Regions from separate parts of the Mus musculus genome. Here regions 2 and 3 are each linked to region 1. Evidence: chromatin contacts called from public HiChIP or PLAC-seq data. All regions are on one chromosome and are shown on one strand. The core of a region is the stretch at or near the end of the contact, and the rest is flanking DNA. Distances in the headings are between cores, read along the strand shown.

Region 1 (3,739 bases), core at 420-2,919:
CTGTTTATGGAGCACTGATGGGGTACTGCCAGCCTAAGACATGGTGTTTACACTGTATCAAGTATCAGCTCTCCCTGCAGCCACTAGAGGAAAAAGCCCTCCCCCGCCCCCCCCCCAAAAAAAAGAAGAAAAAAAAAACAACAGCTCAGAGTGAGCACTGTCAAACCACTTGGTGGTGGGCAGCCAGATGCGATCCCCAGATCACTGTAGCTTCCTATAGGGAAAGTGTCTGCCCTGCAACCTCAACTTATTCATGAAACCATCTTCCCTCTGAGAAGCCATTATCCAAGATGAGAGCTCCCAGGGGATAAATGTACTGGTCTACCCTCATGCCCTCTTCAGGTTCTCCCTGGAAATAGTGCATGTCACTTCCACTCCCATTTCATTGGGCAAATCTGGTCACGTGATCATTGCCTGACAAAGATCCTGGGAGGATCATGTGGGCTGCCAAGCCCTTGAAGAAGACTTCATGAGGAAAAGTTAGAAATGAAGCCAACACAAGGATGTAGTAGCCCCGGAACCCATGCTGATACTGAGCAATCCCTACATAGGCAGAGACCTGGCTCACTTCCCAAACACTCTTCCAAAGGGAGAGTTTGGGAACTTATTTCGCAGATGAGAAGATGGGTTCAAAGCAGGATGTGGGCTTGTCCACACAGCTCTGACCCCTGGTTTTCTGTGACATCAGACAATAGCAAGCAACAAGGAGTCACATCCCAGCCATCTGTCACCTGCATTTTGGTCCTTGAGAATAGGTGTGTCCAGCGTGTATGGGGGATGTTAGTACTGCCTCAGCTCCCTTATGGTGTCTGGAAATCTCCTACAGCAGGTGCCTCTGCCTGGCTCTTCTAGGAGAGAGGCAGGGATGAGTCCATCTTCGTGGACAGGGAGAAATGAGTGTGTGTGTGTGTGTGTGTGTGTGTGTGTGTGTGTGTGTGTGTGTGTGTGTGTGTGTGTGTGTGAGGGTTCCTGTCTGCTAAGCCCCAGTTTTCCTGATCACCTCTGAGCAACTGAGGTATTTTTGTATCATGGTCTGTAGGCTGACGTTATAGAGATGTTTTGATTATTGGGGTGTCCATGAAGTTGCATTTAGCCTATAAACTGGAAATGTAGTGACAACCTCAAGGGACTATGCTGGGATGCTAGAATAAGCAAGACTCAGAGAGTCTTTACCAGGGCAAGCATGTATGATCACTGCCTCAGCTACAGGGACTGGATACCTTGGTTTCCCAGTATGCAATGGTTTCTCTTGGTGGTAGGGTGGGGCCTTGTTTCCCCCACAACACACCGCAATACACCAACACCCCACTTTTGGCTTTTTTTTTTTCCTCTTCCTTTTTTTTGGATTGCTTCCAATAGAAACCAGAGAAAAGGCCTTGGGCAGATTCCCAGGAGGCCTCTCTGGTCCCTCCCTGGAATGGTTTGACTGCCTGGAGAGCTTCAAGAGTGAGAGTGGAGAGCTAATTCTGTCCCTTTGCTTGTCCAAGTGAAGGAGAGTGACAAGCGCCAACCCCCTGAGGGGCAAAACAGGCTGTGCCAACCCTGTAAAGAAGCCTTGGGTCCTGGGAAATGACCCAGTTGCCAGGCTGGAGGTTCCTCCCAAGCCCCAAAGAGAAGCAGATTGGGAGTGGGTGCCAAGCCCAGGGAGGCATCAGACCTCAGCCCTGTCTGGCTCAGGTCCAGGGGAGCAGGCTGTCTGGCTGGACCAGTGGTCAGGAATTCAGTCCTGTGGTCACCAGTAGTTCCCAGAGACCAAATTCTTTGAGAAACCAACTCTCCCAGGAATAAGCTGATGTCTTAAAAAAAACGAAACAGAAAGATCCAAGGTTGACTCCAGAGGTCACTATTAGGACCCTCCTAGCTGAGAACTCCATCCCATAGAAGGCAGTTTTCACCTTTATGGTGTTTCTATCTGATGGAAGACAAACAAACAAAAAGAACCCAGGCCACAAGGAACAGGAGCTGAGGTTCTCAAAGAACAGCTCTACTGGCTGGGAAAGGAGAGAGGAGGCTGTCGCCCAAGTACAGCCCCTCCCCCAGGAACGTCTTTCTGACGCTCAGTGGTATGGGACTGAACTAAGCCGAGAGGACTTCTCTACGCACACTCCTGGCTTCAGGCAAAGCCAAAGGCGACAAATATCCGCTGACGCAGAAGGAAGGGCTGGAACTGCTCCCGGACAAGTCTCCTAAGTTCCCAAACATTCCTTAGGGCTTGGAGTGCAGCTCAGTTTGTGGAGTGCTTGCCTAGCTCTGGGTTTGATTCCCCAATACCACAAAAACCAAGCGTGGTATATGCTTTTATTTCTAGCACTTGAGAGATGGGGGCAGGAGAATCAAAAGTTCAAGGCTTTCTTCAGCTATATAAGGAGCTGGAAGCCAGTCCAGGAGTTGATTTGAGACCCTGTATCAAACCACAAACAAACAAAAAACATTGATTAGGGGCCAGAGAGATGACACAGCAGACAAGGGCACTTACTGTCTGCCTAGACAACCTGAGTTATATCCCTGAGGTCCGCCCTTACCCTTGGATGATTCTCTGTCCTCCATATGTACCCTCCCCCTCCCCAGAACACACAATAGATAGATTGGTGTACAATAGTTTAAAACATACCTGGGTCCACATGTGTCTACATGGGAGGGCTGTTCAGAGTGGGATTAAGATAGCTCTTCACATCCCCGGAGCCACTGTGCTTATCTGTTCAAAGCTCCCACTCCCCAGCTCTTGAGCCCACCCTGAAGCCAGAAAGCTCCATAGGAAGTGGGAGGCCCTGGGATCTGGGGGAAGGGGAAGCTGACTTACACCTCCCTTTCTCATTGCTGTAATAAAACACTGGCAAAGGCAACTTAAGGAAGAAAGAGTTTACTTTGGCTCCCAGTTCAAGGGAAAGTCCATCAAGGTAGGGAAGCGGGAGCCTGAAACAGCTAATCATGTTATGTCTACAATCGGAGCGATGGACGCATGCGTAGTAGGACTCAGCTCACCGTCGATTTCATACAGGCCAGGATCTCCTATCTAGGGAGTTGTCCTGGCCACAATTAAGATTCTCTTCCCATATTGAACCATTTCCCACAGGTATGCTCAGGGACCTTCCTCCCAGGCCATTTTAGATTCTTCTGCCTTGATAGCAATTAATATTCACTCTTAAAAGAAGGAATTCATAATTCCTAGTGAGCGCTATCCCACCATCCTTGCCTTTGAGAAGCTCTTTGACACAGCTCCCTATGTCTTGGGAAGAAAAAAGACAGGGATGATCCCTTAGAAGACACAGCTGGGACTAAGAGCTATTGTCCTGCTGGGATACTGCTCTCCAAATGGGAGATGCCCAGGATGGAGAGAAATCTTGAGTAGCAGGGCCATCACAGAGGCACCATAACTGGCAGCAAATGCTATATTGGGTTCTCCAGAGAAACAGAACTGAAAGAAAAGAGAATGAATATATATATATATATATATATACATATATATATGTATATATATATGAACTATATGTGTGTGTGTACACGTATATTTACATATACACCATATATATGTACATATACAGGATTTATTAGAATGACTTACAGGCTAAGGTCCAGCTAGTCTACCAATGGAAGGTCCAAGATCCAGTAACTGTCCATTCCATGAGTCTGAACACTTCAGCTGGTTTTCAGTATACAACAAAATCTTGAAAAAGCAGGTTCTAATGCCAATAAAGGAATGGATTTGCTAGCAAGGATGAGGGCAAGCAGGCAAAGAGAA
Region 2 (3,739 bases), core at 353-2,852, 340 kb after region 1:
TGTGTGTGTGTGTGTGTGTGTGTGGCAGCCTATATCCCCAGCATGTAGGGGGCAGAGACTGGGGATCCCCAAGCAAGGTAGCTAGCTAATAATTCCATCAGTGAGCTCTGGGTTCAAGTGAGAGATCCTTGCAAGATGTAAGGTGGAGTGTAATCATAATAACCAACTCAACCTCTGGCCTCTGTGTACACACGTGCACACATATGCACACACACACATACACATGCACACATACACATGCACACACATATACTCGCGCACACACACACACACACACACTCAAACACACACACACACACACACACACACACACACACTCAAACACACCCACACACAGCTTTTAATTTTAAAAATTAAAATTTAAACCAAACAAAGGTGAGTGGACTAGCTCAGTAGTAGAGCATTCCCCTAGTATGTAAAAGGCACCAGGTTCAATCCCTGGTACCAAAAAGAACAGATGGGACCAGAGGTCAGTTACTGGGGTCAACTAAGAAGAGGTTACTGTAGGAGGTTAGGCGGATGCTGCTTGTATTCAAATGCTAAATCCTGGCTCCCACCATCTGGCTACCTCCACCCCGCACAAGGAGATCACAAGGCATGAGGAGATCCTCATGTGTACCACATTTGCTATGTAACCTTGCTCCTCAAGTTAATTGGTCAATAAAAAGCTAAGGCCCGTGATTGGGCAAAAGGTAGAAGTAGGCGGGTTTTCAGCTACCTGGTTGGGGTTTGCAGGTAGAGAGAGGGAAGAAGAAAGGACACAGAGACTAGAGAAGGCCATCATGAGAAAACATGAACCATGAGCACATGGCCGGGAAAAACATCAAGTAACAAGGGACATATGGCTGGGACATAAGTTAGAATAGCCCCAAATCTGCCCAGTCTAGGATTATGGCTTGTAAATAAGATACCTGGATTGTGTGTCTTTTATATGGGCTAGTTAAAATACTTCATTTTAGCTATGAGAGGGACTCACAGAGTTGAAGGAGAGAACTGACTCCCACAAGTTGTCCTCTGATTTCCACACTCATGCAGTGGCATACACACAAACTAAATGTATGAGATGAAAGCATTTCAAGATGGCTCAGTAAGTCAAGGTATTTGTTGCCAAACCCAAAGACCGGAGTTTGATCCCTCGGACCCACATGGTGGAAGGAGAGAACTGACATGTATAAGTGGTCCTCTGACTTCTACATGCACACGTGACACCCCGCCCCCCAATAAATAAAGAGAGAGAGAAACAGAGACAGAGAGACAGAGAGGTATTGGAGAGTAATGTGTATGTGAGGCGGGAGGTGTGAGGGCAGAAGAAACCAAGGCCAGAGCAGAGACAGGCTACTGCTCTGTCATGCCTATGGAGCCCGATCCTCTGGCTTTATCATCACAGGCTGCCTACCTCCAGCTGCTTAGATTCCACCCCCACCCCAGCTCTGGGGAAAATGCCCCAGTCAAGTTAAGGAAAGAAGAGGCAAAGTGGGTACAGCCAGAGAAGGAGGAAACTTAGACCCATTTGTCCTTGTAGGAAACTGGATGGGGAGACTGCTCTTCTGGTGTGTCACTCAGAGGACAAATGAGTCACCTGAGTTCTGGTGTCCCAGAGGACCTCTTAAGGCCTTCCCTCAGCAGCCCTTCCTCATCCCTAACCCTTGCCACCTCCCTCCCTGAACAGGCTCTGGCCCTGTTTCCAAGTTCCAAGCCCTTTAGTCATCTTGGATTCAAACACCATCAGGACTCCTTGGAAAACTGAAGGAGCCTTTGGCAGTGTTTTTCCAAACACATTCTTTTCAAATAGAGCTTAACCGAGAGCAGTTAACTGCAAACATTTCTTTGAGACCAAGACAGCTCTAGAGCTCTCATCACCACAGACTTCCAGGGGAATGTGAAGAACTGTCACCAATGTCCTTCTAGCATCAGAACAGAGCCAGCAGCACTCTAGGGAGCACCTAGCTGGGGGCTGGGACACTGGGTGGAGAAGCTCAGCTGAGAGCATTGGCTTGTTCAGAGTAGACAGTGTGAGAATGCTACCTCTAGGACATGAAGGGGTAACCAGGCTCAAAAGGCCTGCTATAGTAGAGGAAATAACCCTGCAGAGCAGCTTAGGGAGAAAGGGGAGGGGAGAGGGGGAGGGGGAGGGGAGAAGCAGGGAGAGGGAGATGAAAATTCAGAAAGCCGCCCCTCAGAGGGAGAACAGATGCCTCAGAAGGGATGGAACAGCTGGCTGAGACCATCCTTGAATGCCAGAATAAGAACCTAACATTCCAACTTGAGAGTGAAGGGGACAATATACATCAGCGGTCCTCAGCCTTCCTAATGCTGTGACCCTTTAATACAGTCCCCCATGCTGTGACCTACAGCCATACCATTATTCCCATTGCTACTCCTTAACTGTAATGTTGCTACTGTTAACCCACAGGTTAGGAACCACTGATACATGTTCGGAAGTGGTGGGAAGTGAGGATGGAAGCAGGGCCCATAGGAGCCATGGCAGATGTTTTCCTGGCTGGAGGGCAGCAGAGAGGAGAAATGCAGGAGGGCCAGGGCTGGTCTCTAGGCTTCCGCTGAGACCCATGAGTACGACGAACAAAAAAAATCAATGTTCCAGAACCCAGCAGATGTGGGGCTGAGTCTTGGCAACTGAAGAAGAAACCCCACTCCATGCCTCAGTTTCTCCAGCCATGAAAGAGGGTGATGTCATTGTTCCCAGAGGTTGTGACAGACATGAAGTGGTGTTGCTAGATAAGGGTCTGACATCATTCCGAACCTTCTGGCTCTGTATTAGGCCAGTGGGGAAAGACTCTCTTTCTCTTTAAGGATGACACACACTGTGTTCATCACTCCGTGCCCTCTTAGTGAATGTCCCCAGTTCTCCCCACGAAGTGTCACTCTGGCCTTCTTCCTGGACAGAAGCTTGATGTAGGGCAGAGTGAAGGGTGGCAAGGAATGCATAGCTCCCCAAGTCCCATCCAGAGCTCAGCACCCATCTCCCATCTGCCCACATGATTAGACCAGGATCTCCCAACAGGACTCACCAATCCTGTTATTGGTGTGTTCCGTGGATACCCGGGGCTCTGGAGGTTCCCTGGGAGAAAAAGGATTCCCAGCTGGGCTGTCATCCAGCAGCGGCAGGTTCTCCAGGTAGGTGGCCCCAACACTGGCACAAGTCTCTACAGCTGGAGGAGGGCTCACTGGGCTCAACTTGTGTCCCGTGCTGGGATCTGTCACCGACCCGCTTCTCTGTGGCTGCTGTGAACAGGAGTAAGGGCTGAGCAGGCTTGGGAAGGCTGTGAAAAGCTTTTAAAATTCTTTAAAGTTGCCACAAGCTACTTGACAGCATAAGGCACCTGTGTAGCATACCCAAGAATATAGGGTTTTTTTTTTTTTTTTTTTAACGTGCTTTTGTTTGCTTGTTTTTTAGTGGACATAATATCTCACCATATAGCCGTGGCTGATCTAGAACTTAATATATAAAGCTGGCTGGCCCAGGAACTCACAGAGATCCACCTATTTCTACTTCTCGGGTGCTGATACTAAAGGTGTGCACCCAACTATTTGCTTTGCCTTTGTGACAGTCTATGTAGCCCAGGCTAGCCTCAAACTTGATAATACCTGAGGATGGCCTTGAACCTCTGACCCTCCTGCTTTCATCTCCACAAGACTGAGATTATGGTGCTACTACACCCAGTGTGTGAATGGCTGGGACCCCAGCACAGGGTTTCCTGCCTAATAGGCAAGCACTCTA
Region 3 (3,739 bases), core at 390-2,889, 320 kb after region 1:
TTTTTTCATTTTCACCGGGTCCTGTACAGCGAACTCTAGACTCGCAGGGCCACATCTGCAGTGTCGTTTCATTTCTGCATTTCCTCTTATAACTATTCTTTTCTCCTTTCCCCCTTCTCTTTTAAATTTTTAAAAATTTCGTTTTTTTTAATGTATTCTTTATCTTTATTTCATGTTCATTGGTGTTTTGCCTGAATTTATGTCTGTGTGAGGGTGTAGGATCCCCTGCAACTAGAGTTACAGACAGTTGTGAGCTGCCGTGTGGATGCTGGGAATTGAACAAATTGAACTCAGGACCTCTGGAAGAGCAGCCAGCACTCTTAACGGCTAAGCCATTTCTCCAGTCTTTAAGCTTCCTTTTTGGGACAATGTCTTATGCAGCCCAGGCTGGCCTGAAGCTTATTGTATAGCTAAGGATGACCTTGGAATCCCATGCTTCTGCCTCCGCTCCTTGGTGCTGGGATTATAGGTGCTTACCAGGTGTCCATTCATACCATGTTAGGGATGGGAGCCAGGACTACATGAGTGCTGGCATGCCTGATATCACTAAGTTATATCTCCACTCTCTCTCTGTCTCTGTCTCTCTATTTATTTATCTATTCATTCATTCATTCATTCATTCATTCATTCATTCATTCATTCATTCATTCATTTATTTTTCTGGTGCTTGGACTAGACCCAGGCTCTGTAAACTCAAGGAAAGGACCTGAGTCACACCTCCAGCTCTCCCTCCTTTATCAATTCTGCATCACTCCAGAATGCTCTCAATTCTGCATCACTTCCTGGCTCCCCTCTCCAGCCTGGCCTCTCTCACCTGACTTCTAAGACAGCCCTTCCCAGGACCAGCCTTCCTGCCCTCACTCCTCTAACTCCACACCCATTTCTTTCTCCCCATCTTTTCTGGGTCTCTACAAACCACCTATGCCCTCTGCCCCTCCACATCTTGCTTGTCTCTCCCTCTGTCTACGAGGGACACAGGGAGATGGTGGTCCCATCCGTGGGCCATAGGTTTCCAGGTACAGACTCTAAGACAAGCAATGGCTACCCCCACCCTTACATACTATCGATTCTGGCCTCAGTTTCCCTGCCTTACTCTATAAATGGCCTCACTGCCCTCTGGTGTGTTTTCTTGTGTTCCTAAATCTGTGGCTGGTCTGAGCACAATTTCTTTCATATTCTCTTGATCACTTGCTCATTGAATCTCAGGTCTAGAGGGTAGAATGAATTGTATTATTTGGGTCTTGCCAAGCAATGCTCTTCCTACCCTCTCTCCCCTATTTCTCTTTTTGACTCTCTCTGCCTCTCTGTGTGTTTAACTTGAGCTCCAGGCTCCTCCATGTTAAATATGCACTCTACCACTGAGCTATGGTAAATATGTTAAATATGCACTCCCCCCAAGTCTATTTTCTCTCAAACCCTGTTCCCCATCCCACCCCAAATAGGATCCTTACTGCTGCAATCTATACGTTCTTGTAAGTAAATCAGGTGTGGCTTATGGGTGTTTCAGTGTCTCAGGAGTAGGCTGTGGATCACAAGCTACTGGGTACATGTGTATTTATTTCCCTAACACTGCCCGATTCCTCTGTGCCGCCCACGCAGTCACACCCTACCAGCAGGGCCAGAGAGTTCCTATTTTGGCACGTTTTCCCCTGAACTCCCCACTAGCCAGCTTTCTGACTCGGGCCAGTGCGGTGGGTGTGGAGTGGAACCGGCTGGTACCTCATTTGCATTTCTCTGAAGTTCGTGGGTCTAAGCACCTCTTCGCTGCTGCTGAGTCATTCGGGTTTCCCCTTCTGTGAACTGCTTTTCAACATCCTTTCATCCGATCGTTATTATTTCCTGTCTTCTTGTAGAGCTGCTCTAATTCTTTGTATCTTCTAGATATTTATCCCTCGTCATTTTTCAGATATCATAAAGACCTCCTCCATTCTGGTATATGGTTGCTGTCTTTATTCGGGCTTTCCCCTCATTGTTTAAACATTCCTTAATTGGACCGCTCCAGAAGTAAAAGGTTTGTGCCACTAAGCCTCACAGTCTAAATTGGATCGCCAGGAATCACGGTGTGGAAAGACTGTGATTCTAAAACTCCTGAAAGTTGTTCATGTACATGTCTCCTTACTCCCCACCCCAACACATACACCAGTCTAAATCATACATACATACATACATACATACATACATACATACATACATACATGTAATTTTAAAAAACATTTTTAAAGGTCTATTTAAAAAGTCCCTGGTTGACTGGTCTACAAATACAAAGTGAGTTCCAGGACAGCCAGAGGTAGACAGAGAAATCATGTCTCAAAAAACCAAAAAAAAAAAAAAAAAAAGTCGATTGTTGGTGTGTGTGTGTGTGTATACATGCATGTGTGCGTGTGTTTTATTTTGTGCATTTTGTGTGTGTGTGTGTATACATGCATGTGTGTGTGTGTGTGTTTTATTTTGTGCATTTTGTGTGTGTGTGTGTATACATGCATGTGTGTGTGTGTGTTTTATTTTGTGCATTTTGTGTGTGTGTGTGTTGTTTTTTGAGACAGGGTTTCCTTGTGTAGCCCTGACTGTCCTAGAACTCGCTCTGTGGACCTCGCTGGCCTCCAACTCAAAGAGCTACCTGCCTCTGACTCCTGAGTGCTAGGGTTAAACGCTTGCACCACCATGGCCAGGCGAAAAAACAAAAACAAAAATAAAAACAAACAAAACAAAACAAAAAAACCAATTCCTTAATTTTAATGTAACAAAAATCCATCAATATTCTCCATTAGATCATAGTTGAAAGGACCTTCCTTACATGGAGGTCATGAAGATGCTTTTGTTTTTCTTTTCTGTTTGTTGGCTTAATAATTCTAGCTGGGCCAATCAAAGATCTGAAGTACATGCAATATATATGGTGTAAAGACCCAATTTTATTTCCAATTTTTACCCAATTTCTGTCTGCCTGCCTTTCTTATACTGCCAAACAAGCACTCCATTCTTCCATCATTTGTTGCAAGTATGTGGGTCAGTTGCTAGAAGAGCTCGTCTCCTCTTTCAGTCTTGTTATTTCTAGACCTGTTCCACATTGTTGTTGGTAGACCCTCGAAGAATGTTTAGTAGACACGGTGAATTCTCTTTGTTTGCTACTCTTTTTCATAATTGGCTTAAGGGAAGATTGCCTCCCCAGCAAAATAATAATAATAATGATAATAGCTGATGAGAGGGCTTACTTCGTAAGAGTGCTTGCTGCACAAGCATGAAGACTTGAGTTCAAGTCTCCAGCACCTACATAAGAAAACAGGTTTGGTCATACATTCTGGTAACCCTGGTGCTGTACATAGCCGAGACATTAGTAGTTCTTAGGCTTGCTGGCTGCCAACCTAGCTACAGATTTGGTGAGAGATCCTGTCTCAAGGGAAGAAGGCAGAGAGTGACAAAGCAGGACACCTTATGTCTTCATCTGTCACCTGTACGTGCACACACGGATGTATGCTCCATCGCCCTTTCAATGCCCCCCCCAACAATTTCCCAAACACCAGCTGAGGGTTCCTGGCTAGTGAAATGATTCTGCATGTAAAGGCACTTTCTGCCATACTCTGCCATACCTAATGACCTGAGATCGTTCCCCAGGAAGTACACTGTGGATTGAAAGAACCAGTTCTATAAAGAGCTGAGAGAGAGAGAGAGAGAGAGAGAGAGAGAGAGAGAGAGAGAGAGAGAGAGAGAGAGAATAAATAAATGTAGAAATATCTGAATGAAG

The links. HiChIP or PLAC-seq counts read pairs in DNA pulled down with a chosen protein or histone mark.
Region 2: an HNF4G HiChIP or PLAC-seq map of pancreatic cancer cells shows a contact between it and region 1. The contact joins two enhancer-like sites. A contact is called at or near these places in 1 of 484 Hi-C or Micro-C datasets (embryonic stem cells) and 6 of 115 datasets of contacts at active chromatin or transcription factors (bone marrow-derived macrophages, embryonic stem cells, extraembryonic endoderm stem cells and 2 more).
Region 3: a FOXA1 HiChIP or PLAC-seq map of pancreatic cancer cells shows a contact between it and region 1. The contact joins two enhancer-like sites. A contact is called at or near these places in 6 of 39 promoter capture datasets (the C10 cell line, cranial neural crest, embryonic stem cells and 3 more) and 2 of 115 datasets of contacts at active chromatin or transcription factors (bone marrow-derived macrophages and pancreatic cancer cells).

What each region holds. Positions count from the first base shown.
Region 1 is chr4:144,928,467-144,932,205 of GRCm38.p6, forward strand. It overlaps a transcript of Vps13d not described here. Among named protein-coding and RNA genes, the nearest start is that of Gm42344, 26 kb to the right of the region's middle. Within about 2 kb of position 1,670, at least 157 of the 459 cell types and tissues checked have an H3K27ac peak or open chromatin away from gene starts, as enhancers often do. A contact at or near this core is called in bone marrow-derived macrophages and pancreatic cancer cells, where this site is marked.
Region 2 is chr4:145,271,254-145,274,992 of GRCm38.p6, forward strand. Tnfrsf8 (tumor necrosis factor receptor superfamily, member 8) reads right to left here. Exons shown (of 13, transcript NM_009401.3): 12 at 3,030-3,243. Among named protein-coding and RNA genes, the nearest start is that of Gm36233, 8.2 kb to the left of the region's middle. Within about 2 kb of position 1,603, at least 88 of the 459 cell types and tissues checked have an H3K27ac peak or open chromatin away from gene starts, as enhancers often do. A contact at or near this core is called in pancreatic cancer cells, where this site is marked.
Region 3 is chr4:145,252,917-145,256,655 of GRCm38.p6, forward strand. The region is part of intron 2 of Gm36233 (a long non-coding RNA gene); the gene reads right to left. Among named protein-coding and RNA genes, the nearest start is that of Tnfrsf1b, 7.9 kb to the left of the region's middle. Within about 2 kb of position 1,640, at least 139 of the 459 cell types and tissues checked have an H3K27ac peak or open chromatin away from gene starts, as enhancers often do. A contact at or near this core is called in bone marrow-derived macrophages and pancreatic cancer cells, where this site is marked.